3 separate regions of the Zea mays genome follow, and regions 1 and 2 are each linked to region 3. The links are chromatin contacts, called in public Hi-C maps. All regions are on one chromosome and are shown on one strand. Each heading gives the region's core, a stretch centred on a gene start, on an enhancer-like site or on the middle of the called end of the contact. The rest is flanking DNA. Distances are from core to core; before and after follow the strand shown. Region 1 holds the start of LOC103644020 (serine/threonine-protein kinase STE20). Region 2 holds the start of LOC100284570. Region 3 holds the start of LOC100283635 (strictosidine synthase).

What was found. A called contact is a pair of places that touch in the nucleus more often than the background predicts.
Region 1: a contact with region 3 is called in a Hi-C map of tassel, with 4 times the contacts expected there. The contact joins the promoter of LOC103644020 here to the promoter of LOC100283635 in region 3. A contact is called at or near these places in 2 of 25 Hi-C or Micro-C datasets (endosperm and tassel).
Region 2: a Hi-C map of endosperm shows a contact between it and region 3, with 6 times the contacts expected there. The contact joins the promoter of LOC100284570 here to the promoter of LOC100283635 in region 3. A contact is called at or near these places in 2 of 25 Hi-C or Micro-C datasets (bundle sheath and endosperm).

Annotation. Positions count from the first base shown.
Region 1 is chr1:284,310,218-284,313,266 of Zm-B73-REFERENCE-NAM-5.0, forward strand. It overlaps LOC103644020 (serine/threonine-protein kinase STE20), which reads left to right and starts at 1,479. Exons shown (of 18, transcript XM_008667209.3): 1 at 1,479-2,427; 2 at 2,539-2,627; 3 at 2,841-2,948. The coding sequence starts at 1,593. It overlaps LOC100192488, which reads left to right. Exons shown (of 13, transcript NM_001137708.1): 12 at 79-135; 13 at 217-501. The coding sequence ends at 372.
Region 2 is chr1:284,211,798-284,214,733 of Zm-B73-REFERENCE-NAM-5.0, forward strand. LOC100284570 reads left to right here and starts at 1,416. Exons shown (of 6, transcript NM_001370665.1): 1 at 1,416-1,746. The coding sequence starts at 1,682.
Region 3 is chr1:283,342,557-283,345,546 of Zm-B73-REFERENCE-NAM-5.0, forward strand. It overlaps LOC100283635 (strictosidine synthase), which reads right to left and starts at 1,280. Exons shown (of 3, transcript NM_001156536.2): 1 at 503-1,280. The coding sequence starts at 1,119. It overlaps LOC542031, which reads right to left. Exons shown (of 12, transcript NM_001111676.2): 12 at 2,517-2,990. The coding sequence ends at 2,899.

The sequences.
Region 1 (3,049 bases), core at 229-2,728, 970 kb after region 3:
TTGAGCTTCTAAGGATAACAACGTACCTAACTTCTATGATAAACGATAAATATGATAATAACTGTTCTTACTATCCAGGCTGTCTTCAATGAAACCGAGGAATTTGTGCTATCAGTTGATGAACAAAACAATGAGGTAAATCTCAATTTCAGAACAGTATATGTATTTGTAGTTCAGCAGGGAAATAGAGCTTAACTATGATATGTCACTCTTCAGGTTGTCGTCTGGGATGCACTTACTGCTGAAAAGGTTACAAGATTGCCTTCTGGCAGCACTGGTGCTCCTAGATGGCTCGACCATTCCCCAGTTGAGCCAGTTTTTGTTAGTTGTGGAAACGATAGATCGATCAAATTCTGGAAACAAACCGTATAAGCTTGTAGATTCAACCACGCAAATCAAAAGAGTATGTTTTCAGTATTACTGTTTCAGGAGGAATGTGCTAGTGTAACTTTAGTTGTATATGGGAGAAATTTGCATAAGCGATTTTTTTTTGAAACTGCATAAGCAATTGTTTGACCTAATAGCAAATCCCAATCAGATGTTTTTTTTTGGTTCTGCAGATGCCAGTTATATGAACCATTGACCTGATTTTTATTGGTCAGCCTCCTTTCGATGTTCTGTTATTTTTATCCCATTGTGGATTGCGGGATATTTCGGTCGCGTTTAGTTTCATTAGTTTTAAGACTAAAGTTAAGTCCATATCGTGTTTGGTTGTATGGACTAAACATATTCTAAATATATTAAATGTAACATATAAAGACAAAAATACACTTTTTAGTGTTTTCTATGTATGACGTCAGTTTTCTAGTCACAGACAATTAGCGTAAATGTTGCTTTTTAGTCACTTTTAGCACCCATGTGAGGGACTAAAGACTAAAACCAATTAGTCTTTACTTTAGTCCTTCCGTTTGGTAAAATAAGGACTAAACAAGATTAAAAATTAGAAAACAAGATTAAAAATTAGAGATTAAAGATTAGTCCCTCTAATCAAATATGGCCTTCTTCTTAGGATGTAATGTGTAAATTGTAATGATGGTTTCACCCTACCACGTGTGATGTGGAAACATATATGCCAATAAAGACTAGTTTGGAAGCCAGAAAACCGCAGGGGATTGAAAGGGCTAGAACGCTCTACTCCTCCAATTCCAACTAGACCCGGAGAGGATTAAAGAGGCTAAAATTCACTCCTTATTCAATTTTAAATAAGAAGGTGATTTTAAGCCCTTCAATACCCTCCGGATTTTAGACTTTCCCTAAACGTTCTACCATCCAACATCTTCCCACCGGTAACTAGCTCTAAACGTTCTCCCACATCGTTGCATTGTTTTTTTTTTCAAAATGATCTCGTGTGCAACCGTACAAATGCAACTGAGAGGAGGGAAATGCGAGACCCTTCAGTCCTCGAAGCTCTCTGGACTGTGGGTGATTGGGTGTGGTCGTGTGGGCCTAAAATGGGATGGCCCATCCAAGCCCGACCCGTATTTGCCAGATTCGAGTGAACTGGATCCAACTAAACAAACAATTTTCCCCATTTGCCATTCCCGACGAGCACCTTCACCGTCTCCTCCCAGTCCCACCTCGCGTGGCACGCCATGGCTTTCTCCCCGCGCTCGCCGTGGTCGCGTGCCAAGAAAACCGACGTCTACTCAACCTTCGTTGTCCACGGCGATGACGATGAAGACGACGCCCGCGGCGGCAGGGGCCCCTCCACGCGGGCGGAGGAAGACGAGGAGGAAGACCCCTCCTCGCTGCCTCCGCTTCTTCAGCGGCTCCCCAAGGACTTTGGCGGCGCCTCGTTCGACGACGACGAGGACCCCTACTCCTCCGACCCTGACGATGCTTCCCTCTCTGCCACGGCGGCCTTCAAGAGCGGCGTCCCGGCCTCCGGTCGATCTCCGTTCCTGGATCTGCGGCGCTCAAGCCCCCGCGCTACCGATGACGACCCGTACTCTACCTTCGTCGTTCATTCCACCACACGCTCGGGGAGAACCTCCTCCAGCCCTCGCGGGTCCGCCTCCGGCACATTCATCCGTCGCTCGGGTGGCTCGTCTAGCCCTCGCGAGTCCGTCTCTGGCACATTCATCCGCCGGACCGGCAGCCCGTCGAGCCCCGGGAAGTCAGCCTCCGGCACATTCATCCGCCGGCCAGGGAGCCCGTCGAGCCCCCGCGGGTCGTTCTCTGGCACCTTCATTCGCCACACCAGCGGGGGCTCCAGTTCCCATGAATCTGCCTCTGGCGGCGGCGGGGGTTTCGGGTCCTCTTTCTGGACTCCAGCGGTGGAGCAGTCAGAGGAGCTCCGGCAGCCATCGCCTCTGATGCAGCAACAACAGCAACAACATTCAAGGCGGAAGCCATCGGTCAGCTCGGTGCCAGACAGTGTTACCAGGGAGGATCCTTCCACCAAGTACGAGCTGCTCCATGAGCTTGGTGCGACTCTTGCTCTGGAATTATTATTTCATTAGTTCTTTATATGTCTTTTTGTATAATGCCTGAAATTTTGAGCTATTTTGCGCAATGCAAATTCAATTGGAAATGCAGGGAAAGGTTCATATGGTGCAGTGTACAAAGCAAGGGATCTCAGAACGCAGGAGCTTGTGGCTGTCAAGATCATCTCATTAACAGAAGGGGTTAGTTTCTAGCTTCTTATTACAAAGTTCTGTGAATATTCCGGAAGGCTACCCAAGACATATTTCATATTTGGCAACCATATTGCTTTTGTTGTGAGCATTTTGTTTGCATGGGCTTAATTGTGGGAGAATCTCATAAATGTGGTTGCTTTCTGATTTCTGAGTCCTTGCATTTTTGTCTTTAAAATATAAGCATGTATCTCTGGCATTCAGGAAGAAGGCTATGAAGACATACGGGGAGAAATTGAGATGCTGCAGCAATGCAGCCATCCAAATGTTGTCCGCTACTTTGGAAGCTACCAAGGAGAGGAGTACCTATGGGTATAAATAATCAAATAGCCTGCTTGTATCCATTTTATTAATATTAGGAACTAGCCAAACTTTTCTATCATTGTGAGATTTATCTAGTTGTCAACTCATTT
Region 2 (2,936 bases), core at 166-2,665, 870 kb after region 3:
ATTTCACATTCTATATTGATTTTTACCAGTCATGTGCACGTGAACGAGCAAACACAATAAATAAGCACAGTGTATAGAGTAGAACCGTACGTCTTCTATTTCTAGCGGATGCATGGCGTGCTCTAAAATTTAGAGGATTCTTTACAGTCTCTTGTTGAAGACAAAAAGTTGCATGCATCCTCTATATTTTAGAGGACAGAACCATTTACAGGTCCCTGTTAGAGGTAGTCTAACCGAACAGCCCCACGCGCTAGAGGCCCAGCAAGCGCGCTGCGATACGGTTTGGTAGGTCCAAGCAAAAGAGGGATTCGACATGCTCAGCGAGAGCAACTGACAGGTGGGTCCCATGTGCCAGCCACAACACTGCACGAGGGGCTGCCCATCGGGGCCCGTGCGTCAGCGCATGGTGACCACACGTGTGCCAGGGCCACAGGGACCGAGTCACTGCCCATGCAGGTCCACCTGTCGGCGCGCGGGGGATGGCGTGAGGTAATGGGCGAGAGGGTGTGTTTCGGCCCAGGTAGGTTCATTCTCTTTCTTTTTTTTCTTTTCTGTTTTCCTATTTCCATTTAAATCAATTCCCCTATCAAATTTCAAGATTTTAAATTCAAACTTGATTATGAATTTTGGCCACAAATCAAATGCACAAATAAAAAGTCTCTCAGTATGAATGCATTCACCATTTTATAAAAATAATTATTATCATTATATATATATATATATATATATATATATATATATATATATATATATATATATATATATATATATATATATCATTTGTTTAAATTAGCATGTCTCATCAACAAAACACAACTTAATAAATTTTAATATAATTTTCCAAGTAACATAAGAACTAACTAACTTCCTTAATGCGTTGTTTAGGGTTTACACACAATACGACATTATACTAGTCTCTATTATATAAAGCATTGGTTCCCATCATCCTCCTTTCGTTTACCTCTCTCTTCTCTTGATAAAAAAATCTAAAATTATACATAAACAAGGATTAACATGATAGTTGTAGCTTCAAACACACATGTCTTTGTGTTTTATATTTTATACTTAAATATATGATAAATAAAAACCGTAGCCACATACAGACACTATACTAGCTACAATTTACTGGTTAAGGTTATATTCCTTCTTTATTTTTTATTTATTGTATTTTATTAGTTTAAAAATAAACTAACATACCACAAATATTCGAGTACGAAGCAGTATAAACTGCAGCGTCAAGGACTCAAGCCTGAAGGGAACGAGTTCACCTGTTCATTCGTCATAAAGCAAAGGCAAACGGGCTTGGCCTCCGAGCCCAACAACGATGTCGCTGTTAGGAAAAAGCACTATTCTCTCATTTTGCCTTTGGGCCCAAGAAAGGAGCGTCCCCAAGTCCTGACGGCTGACGCCATCGACGCGGCGACGCCCTCCAACAAAACCGAAGAGGCGAGGAAGGAACACATGCTCTCTCCGCTGTTCTTGCTGAGTTGTTGTGGACAAAAAGAGCACGAAAGTGGGTAGAGAAAACGGGGGGCAAGCCAACCACACTCGCAGCCAGCCTGCCCGCTCGCCCGCCCGCCATTCTTGCCGATTCGAGTCGACGTCACGCCTCCGGCGCCCCCTTCGGTTGTCACCTCGGGGGTCGCGGATTGGTGGAGGGGAGGATTTGAGCGGCGCGGCCATGGATACAACATCTAGGGCCGCCAAGATCCCGTCGCTCCACCAGACGGAGATCAACTGGGATAAGTAAGCAACTATCCGTCTTGTAATTTTATAGGTTTCCATTTCGTGCCGATTCCCCCCTTTCCCGCGGTCCGTCCTAGTCTCCTAGAGATTTAGCTCCGACCATTGAACAGTGTCCTCCGCCCTAGTCCGAATCGGCTTTATCGCCTAGGTTTAGGAATTGTCGTTTGAGGATTTGACATCTCTGTTCATGCTCTGTGATGACCCAAGGTGGTGCGTCGGCGAGTATGGTGGAATTGATCAGCAGGTATGGAGTATTAGTTGAGTTCTTCGGGTATTAGTGCTTGGGCCGTATTAATATTTCTTTGGGCTGTAATAGATGGATTATCCAGGGCATTAGCCGTATTAGTAGTTGAATTCGAGATCTATAAATACTGTAATGAGTTGTTGAGAGGAGGATATGAAATAAAATAGAAACAGATACCTGAACAAACTCACCTGGTCCCCGTCGGCGTTGTCGTCGTCGTTCCGCAAGCAACTCACGCCCGGCGATCCGCCGCTGTGGCCAAGGGTCATCACAAGTGGTATCGGAGCTGTTGATCCTCGGAGGGTGGTCATCACGGCGCCGTCCACGAAGCCATCCGTTCAGACGTGGCTGATCCTAGAAGCAGTGGCAGGCGTGGAGCAAAAAAGGGAGGAGCGTTGGGAGCGGATGATGCTGGCGGTGGAGCGGTTGACTGGAAGATGGAAACCATGGAGATTGGACAGAAGAAAGCGGAGGAAGATCGAGCACTGATGGCTCGACAAATGGAGGAAAACGAGAGAACCATTGCACAGCTGCGACTGGAGTTGCAGGCGAAGGACTTGGAAGGTAACGAAACAAACTCTGAGCGAGAGATGTGTGCTCCTCGATGGGATGATCGGGGTGGAGGAATGGAGCGTGGAAGAGATCGTAGGGAGCAGTGGGGTGGAGGAAGAGAGGGTAGGACAGGCCCATTTCCGAAGTGGACATTCCCCAAATTTCAGGGCAGTGATCCAGGAATATGGTTTGATCGATGTGTAGATTACTTCAATGTCTATTAGGTGCCGGAGTGAATGTGGGCGAGTTCGGCTTTTATGCACATGAGGGGAATGCGTCAAGGTGGCTGCAGGTGTATAAGTTGAAACATGGATTGTGTGATTGGGGGCAGTTTACACAGGCAGTTAGGGAGAAGTTCGGAGTAGGCGAATATCCTCAAGCTATGAGAGATTTA
Region 3 (2,990 bases), core at 30-2,529:
TGTTTGTTGTTTAGTCCGGTCCGGACCGCTTCTTTTTATTACTATAATCGGCAGCTCTCCCGCCTGGTTTGTTAAAAAAAGAGTAGGACTGTAGCCCTCAAAGAAAGAATTGGTCCATTTTGGGTTTTTATATTCTCCATCTTCAGTTTATTCATTAGGAAAGTATGTGACTGTACCCCTGATGTGAAACATGATGTGCTGAAGAGATCTGACAGATCATAGCATAATGCCTATTTTTTTATAAAACAAATACACGTGTGAGGTGAGTATCGTTTGTAGCATATAAATAATGTTTGCTGACACTTCAATTAGGATGAGTGAAGGTAAACAAAGTAAAGTAATCCAAGCAGACGACCTTCCAAGTTCCAACCTAATGTCAGGATCGTGGATTCGTGATGTTCCCGATCACCTACCCCGTGGTCAGTAGGAATCAAGTTTCAAGTGAGCATCCATCCAAGCACGCAAAGCAGAGGGAAGAGAGCGAGGGCATGTCATCACAGACCGTCTCTGGTAGTGGATGCTGGAGTCCGTGAAGTACACATTGCCCTCGTCGTCGAGATCGAGGTCGTTGGTGAAGTTGAGGCGCACGCCCTCGGCCTCCGTTGCGAGCGGCGTGGCCAGCCCGCCTTCGGGACCGACCTTAAGCAATCCGAAGTAGGCGTCGGCGATGTACAGGTCCCCGGTCTTCTTATCGAAGCGGAGCCCGAGCGGGCGGCCGCAGATGTGCTCGTTGGGGAGGTACTCCACCGGCGAGGCTTTAGGCCCGCCGCAGAGCTCCTGCGTCCAGCGCGGGGAGGCAGTCGCGAAGGGGACCCACCGCTCGCCGTCCCAGAAGACGACCCGGCCGTCGGCGACGCCCGTGTACGGGCCGCGACCCTGAGGGTCGAAGGCGACACTCTCGGGACCCTGCACATCGCCGCGGAACCGCACCTCGGCCCCGCGGAGCCGCTCCCGCTCGTCCGCGTGCGGCGGCATCTCGGCGGGATCGGGGAGGTCGACGAAGTGCGCCTCGAACCCCGGGAAGCCCGCCATGCTGCCCATCCGCAGCGGATCCGTGCCACAGAATGCCGCCAGGACCGCCACCAGCAGCGCCGCGGCCACCACCCCCGGCGACGCCATCCCGCTAGCCAGCGGCTCACCCACTCGCCCCACTCTCCCTCGCCTCGCTCTTGCGGGGCTTCGCTTGGGTTTCTCCGCCGCGCGCAAGCGCTTAGTGATGGGAATGGCACGGCGTGCTTTGCTGCCGCTCAGTGAGGACGGATGGAACGAGGGGTCATCACTTCGACGCGCCGCGGCTGCCGGGGCCCGGGGCTTTTGTATATTTCGCGGCGGAAACTGGCCTGGGTGCGCTGTGCACGGCCAACAAGGTCGCTCGCTGCCTCCTGTGCGCTCCGCACATGTCAACTACCCCATGGATCCCTCACATGCTTCCGCGCCAAGCATCAGCATCACGCATTCACGCATCGCCGTCAGTCCTCCATGCCTGCCACGCCACCGATCACACACACCCGCCCTACATGTCCTTTCGTGTGAGGTGGATGGGCTAACAAGAATACTAACACGAATATTTTTTTACAAAGCATGTCCAACACCAACACTACAATATGATATAATTTTATTTCCTGTATTTTTTTTCAAAATTACATGCTTCTTATAAAAATCATGCATTCTAAAGGGTCTTTAAGGTATTCCCTCCATTTTATTCTTTTTAGTTCCTAAATTAATAAACACACATACTAGAATAGAGATAATACATGTTTCAGTCCTTATATTAATAATTTAAGAACTAAAATAAAATAAAATAGAAAAACTAAAAATTAGTCTCTAGAAATTAAACACCCGCTAACTATAATGGAACAGTGTCCTTTACCATTAAAGTCATGTTCGGTTGTTTGGAATTGGAGCACCCGGATTAATTCCTAGCCAGATTACTTCTCTAATTTATATAGATTTTGATGAGCTGGAATAAATCCTGGCTTATTCCGGTACAACCGAACGGCCCCTAAGACTAGTTTGGAAACTTATATTCTCTCTAATATTTCTGGTGATTAAAGACTAATTTGGTGATGATTAAAGACTAATTTGGTGACTAGAAAAATAGATAGATCCATGAGGGGCTTGTTCGGTTAGAGAGATTGAAGGAATTAGAGAAGATTAAATCGCTTTCTAATCAAAATTAAATAGAAGATAATTTAATCTCCTAACGGATCGGTGAGTCGGGAAAAAATTACTACCGAAAAGAGCCGGAGCCGTTTCAGAAACAGAGCTGGAGGCTGGAAGCCTGGAACCATTCTAGAAGAACCCTAAAAGTGCTAGGATTGGCAGCCAAGCTAGTTTTATGATGAGATGCGTCCTTGACTGATATACAATTTCAGGAGAAGCGTCCCTGTATGTTAGCTGCAAAGTCAGAACAAGTGGCAGGTACACCCAAGAACAGTTCGAGGTTCTGCTCATCAACCAAACCAACAGAAAAAAAAATATATTGACGCCATGCATTCCATTAGAGACAAGAATCTGGCTGCTAGATGAATTGTAATAATCAATGTCTGGGGTTGGTACAATGGCATATAATTGAGCTCCCAATGGTACATACACGATGATACATATAAACTCAGGCACCTATACCTACTACAAGGCACTACCACAGCTGAAACAGTGCACAACAATGGCAGAAAGGAAATGACAACTCACGCTACACATTCTGCTAAGGGCAATAATTTTACAACTTGGCTGGAATGCCTTATTGTGCTTCTGACAACTGATACGAATTTCAGTTAACTATGGCCGATTTGATCTAGTACAGTTCCACCTTCAGCTATGGTTCAGACACGCTGCAAGGGGCGAAACCAAGACTTGTTTTCTTCGGCATGTCACAGCAGGCAAGCCCAAAGGCATAAGCTAGACCGTAGGCAACTCCACATGGTTGCCCAGCTTTTTTGTTACCATATCATAAACACTATCTACTTTGGTAGGATCAACCTTAAACAAGA